2 separate regions of the Mus musculus genome follow, and region 1 is linked to region 2. Evidence: chromatin contacts called from public Hi-C data. All regions are on one chromosome and are shown on one strand. Each heading gives the region's core, a stretch centred on a gene start, on an enhancer-like site or on the middle of the called end of the contact. The rest is flanking DNA. Distances are from core to core; before and after follow the strand shown. Region 1 overlaps Gm34282 (a long non-coding RNA gene). Region 2 has its middle 26 kb from the start of A730082K24Rik.

The links. A called contact is a pair of places that touch in the nucleus more often than the background predicts.
Region 1: a contact with region 2 is called in a Hi-C map of the N1E-115 cell line, with 2.8 times the contacts expected there. The contact joins two enhancer-like sites. A contact is called at or near these places in 1 of 39 promoter capture datasets (pre-B cells), 3 of 484 Hi-C or Micro-C datasets (the N1E-115 cell line, embryonic stem cells and nephron progenitors) and 2 of 115 datasets of contacts at active chromatin or transcription factors (double positive thymocytes and embryonic basal ganglia).

Annotation. Positions count from the first base shown.
Region 1 is chr7:115,152,168-115,155,258 of GRCm38.p6, reverse strand. All of the region lies in intron 2 of Gm34282 (a long non-coding RNA gene), which reads right to left. Among named protein-coding and RNA genes, the nearest start is that of Gm34282, 21 kb to the right of the region's middle. Within about 2 kb of position 1,323, at least 9 of the 459 cell types and tissues checked have an H3K27ac peak or open chromatin away from gene starts, as enhancers often do. A contact at or near this core is called in the N1E-115 cell line, where this site is marked.
Region 2 is chr7:114,920,690-114,923,752 of GRCm38.p6, reverse strand. No RefSeq gene overlaps it. Among named protein-coding and RNA genes, the nearest start is that of A730082K24Rik, 26 kb to the left of the region's middle. Within about 2 kb of position 1,317, at least 18 of the 459 cell types and tissues checked have an H3K27ac peak or open chromatin away from gene starts, as enhancers often do. A contact at or near this core is called in the N1E-115 cell line, where this site is marked.

The DNA of each region.
Region 1 (3,091 bases), core at 74-2,573, 230 kb before region 2:
GGGGGTGTTATTCAGCTTACACTTCCACGTGGCTGTTCATCACCAAATGAAGTCGGGACTGGAACTCAAGCAGGTCAGGAAGCAGGAGCTGGTACAGGGGCTATAGAAGGATGTTACTTACTGGCTTGCTTCCCATGGCTTGCTCAGCTTGCTTTCTTATAGAACTCAAGACTACCAGCCCAGAGATGGGGCCCTCCCCCCTTGATCACTAATTGAGAAAATGCCCCACAGCTGGATCTCATGGAGGTACTTCCCCAACTGAAGTTCCTTTCTCTGTGATAACTTCAGCCTGTGTAAAGTTGACACACAAAACCAGCCAGTACATCTCGGTTATCTCTATTTATGTCTCTGCCTAGAATATTCTTCTGGGGTTTTCACTGTGAAATCATATTACATCTCATAGCCTGCACAGGAGCCTCCCTCTCCAAAACATCCCTAGGAACACACTGCTTCAGAATGACAGGCGATGCCTGACTTTGTCATCAGAACCCCACACCCTGTCCCTTGTTCCATTCCTTGTTTCTAAACAGGATACTGATGCCCACAGTCTTTCTGTGTGTGTAGGTACCTATGGTCTGGGAACCAAGCTCTCCTACCTCTTCCAGCATCCCTAGTATTAGCAGCACCAGCATCCAGAAGAAAGGTAAGTATCTGGGCTTTTGGGTTAAAAAGAAATACAGAGCTGGCTCCATGCTCAGGAGTGAGTCTTCTAGCATTCTTTCCTCCTTCTCCAGTGAATCCTCTAGTGTGTTTAGCCTTTGCTTTCCCTGAGTACTCCACCAAAACATCTCTTAGAATTCTTTTACCATCTCTTATCAGGACAAGGCCTGGACCATTGGCAGTTCTCTGTTCCACAGCTCCAAGTGCCCTTAAGAGGTCACATGATTAATCTTGCTTATGTCTGTGACTTTTCCCAGGCTCCTTACTTCTTGACAGTGTCACAGAGCAGGCCTGCTGCCTGGGATATGTCTGAAAAGTGGCTAGCTCCTTCAGGGCTGGGAGGAGAAGCCAATCATCCATGCTGGTTGGGACATTCGAGGCCAGTACATGGCTTGTCTGTTTTCTGCCTTGCAGGCTGGGTCTGATGCTTGAGCTAAGCATAAGCAATGAATACGGAATTGTGGGAAAGGTAGAATGAGATTGCATATCTAACTTGCTCCTGAAAGTTTAGCTATTCAGTAGTGAGCGGGGGCGGGGGGGGGGGTGGGCACAGATGGGGGAGGATGGAGGGTAAAGGCAAAGAACAAAGAGCTCCTGTGTAACCTGACACTAGAGACTATGGGGCACAAAGGTCATGAGACAGAAGCATATTTAGTATGTTCTAGGGGTATAAAGAAGCCAGTGTAGGTGGAGTTGACTGGGCAAGCTGAGGTTAGGGAAGTAGGGAGAACAATATTCAATGCAAAGCAATGGTAACAATTATGGCTTTAATATTGAATGCTTTCCCCACTGGTCTTTCTAGAAGGATGCTTTGGGGACCACAGTCACCCTCATCCTCCCCAGCATACTTTAGTCTGTCTTGTTTTCACTAGTTCTCTAGAATCCCACAAAGCAGGCACTCTGTAGCTATTTCTTGACTATATTGGTCAGAATTCTGTTCCCAGCATTCACTTGGATTCATCATGAACATTGTGACTGTCATCTAAATGGTCACCTTGCTTAAGAGTTTCTTCTCTTGTGGGATCTGTTTTCCAGATGTTTGGTGGCTTATAATTGCCATGTGGTACTTCTACAGCTGGCAAAAACACAGCTGAAAGTGATCTTGTGCACATCTGGAACCCACATGTCTAACCTTGGACTTGATAGCCAGCCACATATCCATGGTACTCTGTAGACAAGCAGTCCACATGAGAAGTTCTAGGCAGGCACTAGAAATGGGTATTGAGAGCAAGTGTCTTTCAGCATGGTATATGGTCATTTTTTTTGAGGTGACTTGGATGTCTGTACTATGCATCAGACAGTGCTGCAAGTCCAGAGCACTTCTGTTTCCCCAAACATAAGTACAAAGTCACACGGCCAATGGGATCCTAGGTACCCACTTTCCCCAGGCATTGGTTCTGAGAACTGGAAGACTCTCCATTTGAAAGGTACTGGTTGCACCATTAGGTATGATGGGGATATCTGACTTTTCTCTGGACCCAGGTTCTCTGTAAATTAAGGATGAATTCAACAGAAAAAAAGAATCTTGTAGCTTTCTGTGAGGTCCCTGACCCTTCTAAGTTATGTGATGTGATTTCCCACATTTTCTTTATCCAGTCTTCTGTTAATAGACACATAAACTGGTTCAAGAACTTGGCTATTGTGGGCAGTGCTGCAGTAAGCCTGGGTGTACAGGCATCTCTGTGACATGATGACTTCGATTACCAAAGCTATATAAAGGATTCTCACAGCTGGGTCATATGACTGATTCCACTTTTAGTTTTTTTGGGGGAAACCCACACTGATTTCCATAGTGGCTGCACTGATTTGTACCCCTACTGGCAAAGTTGGAGTCTTCTTCCTCTCCCATCCTTGATGACATGTGTTGTTATTTTCTTTCTTAGTGTCTTAGTTAGGGTTTCTATTGCTGTTTTGAAACACCATGACCAAAGCAACTTGGGAAGGAAAGGGTTTACTTCACGCACAATTCTATGTAATAGTTCATCATCAAAAGAGGTAAGAGCAAGAACTCAAACAGGGCAGGAATCTGGAAGCAGGAGCTAAGACAGAGGTCATGGAGGGATGCTTCTCTTTGGCTTGCTTCTCAAGGCTTGCTCAGCTTGCTTTCTTATAGAACCCAGGGCCACCAGCCCAGGGATGACACTACTTGCAATGGGCTGAGTCCTCCCTTATCCATCACTAACTAAGAAAATTCCTCAGGGTTGCCTACACCCATCTTATGGAGGTATTTTCTCAATTGAGGCTTCCTCCTCTCTGATGATCTGAACTTGTGTTAAGTTGACATAAAACTAGCCAGTACACATAGCAACTGACTCCTTCTTCACTGTTTTCTCTGTTACCAAGATTCTTGCTTCAGGAGGTGCTAAGCAAAGTGTTTCTATTGGAGGAGCCTGGTACCACTCCTTCAGCAGCAGCAGCAGCAGCAGCAGCA
Region 2 (3,063 bases), core at 68-2,567:
CTCCTTGGGTACTTTCTCTAGCTTCTCCACTGGGGGTCCTGTGTTCCATCCAATAGCTGACTGTGAGCATCCACTTCTGTGTTTGCCAGGCACTGGCTTAGCCTCACAAGAGACAGCTATATCAGGGTCCTTTCAGCAATATCTTGCTGACGTATGCAATAGCGTCTGCGTTTGGTGGCTGATTATGAGCTAACTGTATTCTATACTAAAAAAAAAAAAAAAAAAAAAAGACTAAAGACATTAATTGGAGGTCATAGGACAATTTAGCTGAGGAGCCTACATACAAGCCCAGGAAATCTGAACTTTATTCTAATGACCTAGCCTGGTACCTAGGACAGAATCAACCAAAGAAATGTGGCAAAGGATCTTTGTCATGTTTATGAACTGCAGGCCAGCTCTGTGCATGGATCTTTGCTGCCTTCAGCAGATCTGAAGCATGCCTAGTGGTTTTTATTAAAAGGAAGAGAGGTGCCTGGGAGGGACTCAGTAAAGGGGAAAACAATGCCTGCTACACCCCCACCCTCTAGGAGCTGGGTGCCTTGGCCACAGAGGAGACACTGATGCCTTCCAGGAGAACACAACTGAAGCAGTAACAACAACAAAGTGGCATGGGGAGAAAGAGCAGAAATCAAGACTTCAGTTTTCAGCTGTCACCTGTCTATCATAGGCTCTGAAACAAGGACAGCTGTCCTCTGAGGCATGGCAACGCCAGTGTGAGCTAGCTCTAGAATCCAGATGGAAAGAATAAAATACAAAGGAGAGAAGCCATGATGATCATGTGGCTTAGGCTAAACAAGGCGTTCCGGGTCCCACTTTGGTCCAGATTCTCTTCTCCAGGTGACTCACCATGTTTGGTTGGTCCAGTTCCTTGTTCAATGCAGAGACTGTGGTAGACAAGATCAGGGAACCAGGGTCCTCAGACCAGTTAGAATCCCATTCTGGCCTCAGTTTGTCCCATGTATAAAATCAGGAGGTCAATTAAATTTTAATACCTTTAACATCTTGAAAATCCCATGTGCCCTCGACTCACTTTACCCACAGCCATAAATCAATATCCTTGGGGCAAATGATTTCATTTAGGTCAAATGATTACTTGTACATATACAGGGGAGAAATAAAGACACCACACACACACACACACACACACACACACACACACACACACACCTCCTGAACCTCATGTTTATAGAGCCCACTCCCACCTCAGTCATACACAAAGCATCCAGACAGTCGAGCAGAGGCACAAACACCTGGACTCTCTAAGCTGCTCCTTCCCCCACCCACTCTCTTGATCCCGCCCCACAGCCCCCTTTCCAACTCCCCTGCTGGGTAGCCAAGAGGGCCTAGCCTTCCACTGTCTAGTTACCTAAGATGATGGGCTGGTGCCACCCAATGGTCAGGATCAGAAGTACACCCTTGGTTTCAAGACCCAAAGGGGATTGGAAAGGGTCCAGGGTCATTCAATCCATCATTCTCTGTGCAGTGAGGTTGTGTCCAGAGTTGCCCTAGATAGACCAGGCTGCCTATGGTCGTAAACCTTCTCAAAGGTCAGGGGATTGTCACTGACACTCTGGGAGACTTTGGGCCAGGCCAGAGCCTAAAAATATTGGGTGCAAACTGTGTGCTCAGCACCATTCTAGAAGCTTTATCTGCAGTCTCCTTTTGATCCTCACACCTGCTGCTTTGCAGGGCATGTATTACTGTCTCTATTTTAAATAACTACTACTAAGAGGGGTGACTCTGAGACACAACTCCAGCTCTGACTGGCAGTCACCTGGCCACCCTGGACTTAGTCTTCTCTACATCTTTGAATCTAATCATTCATTCATTCATCCATTCAGTAATTCAGTCAGTCAGTCAGTCATTCAGTCACTCACTCACTCACTCACTCACTCACTCATTCTTCCTGTGAATGTTATGGATAGGATCCATGTTAGAAAGAATTCAGAGGGGCACCAAGGTATGACTTTAAATAGCTTCTAGGCTTCAAGAGTCAATGAGTGTTGTGTCTTCCAGAGTCCTTAAATATATAACCTTAGAGGCTCTTCTTTGTCAAGTTGTATGTAAGTACAAATGGTAAAAATGAAGCCCTAGCCTAGAGTGGAAGGCAGCCAGCACATAGAGGAGAGCAGCCAATGTGCTTGAGCAAAGACTCTTCAGTCCACATTCTTCTAATCTAGGACTGCCCCAATGTGAGCCCAAACACAGTCAAGGAAAGAGTGAAAAAAAACTGTGGTAATTGGTTTCAAAGGACTCTGTTTGTGTCACAGGTGAGAGCCAGGAGCAGAGAGGCACTTCAAGTGCAGAGAAACTCGGTATGTCCTGCCATTCTGACATCTCCAGCCTCTCTCCACAGCCCAACTCCAACCTTTGTCCCTACTCAACTGCTTCTCCACCTGCATCCTCACAGAGTCCTACTTCCCAAGCTCCAAACAGCCCACAATTCACTAGCTCCTGATCTTTGCTTATTTTGATTAATGCATAGGAATAGAATAATAGAATCATAGTATGTGAAATACCAGAAAAAAATCACCCAGTCCAAAGTGTGTGGATAAGTAAGAGACCTAGGTAAGAAGATTGATCCAAGATCACATGGCCAGCATATGTTATGGTATAGCACCATACAATGTAGCCTGTAAAATAACTGGGTGCAGAGTTCACACTGCCCTTTCCAGGATCACTTTCTCCCTTTCCTCTTCATCACCATCCTTGTGAAATCAGACAGTGATGGAGGTCTGCATCAATCAATTCTAAGTCATCTTTTCACATTCCCATTCCTTTCCAGTTTCCCAGCCCAAGTATAACTGTCCTTGAAGACAGAAAACACCTTTACTTTCTTATAAAGTCTTAATTCTAGCACAATGATGATTTAATTCTAGCATGCAAATTAATAAAGGCTTAGTTCTATCATGTACATATCAATATTGGGTGGGTAGCCGGAGGTATAGATGAATGGAAGAAAGGGAGAAGGGGGAGAGTGAAGGGAAGGAGAATTCTGAGGTCTGTAGCTTCATTTACTTAGCTTCTGTTCCCAAGTGCCCCAATTACAACCTTGCCAAAGAG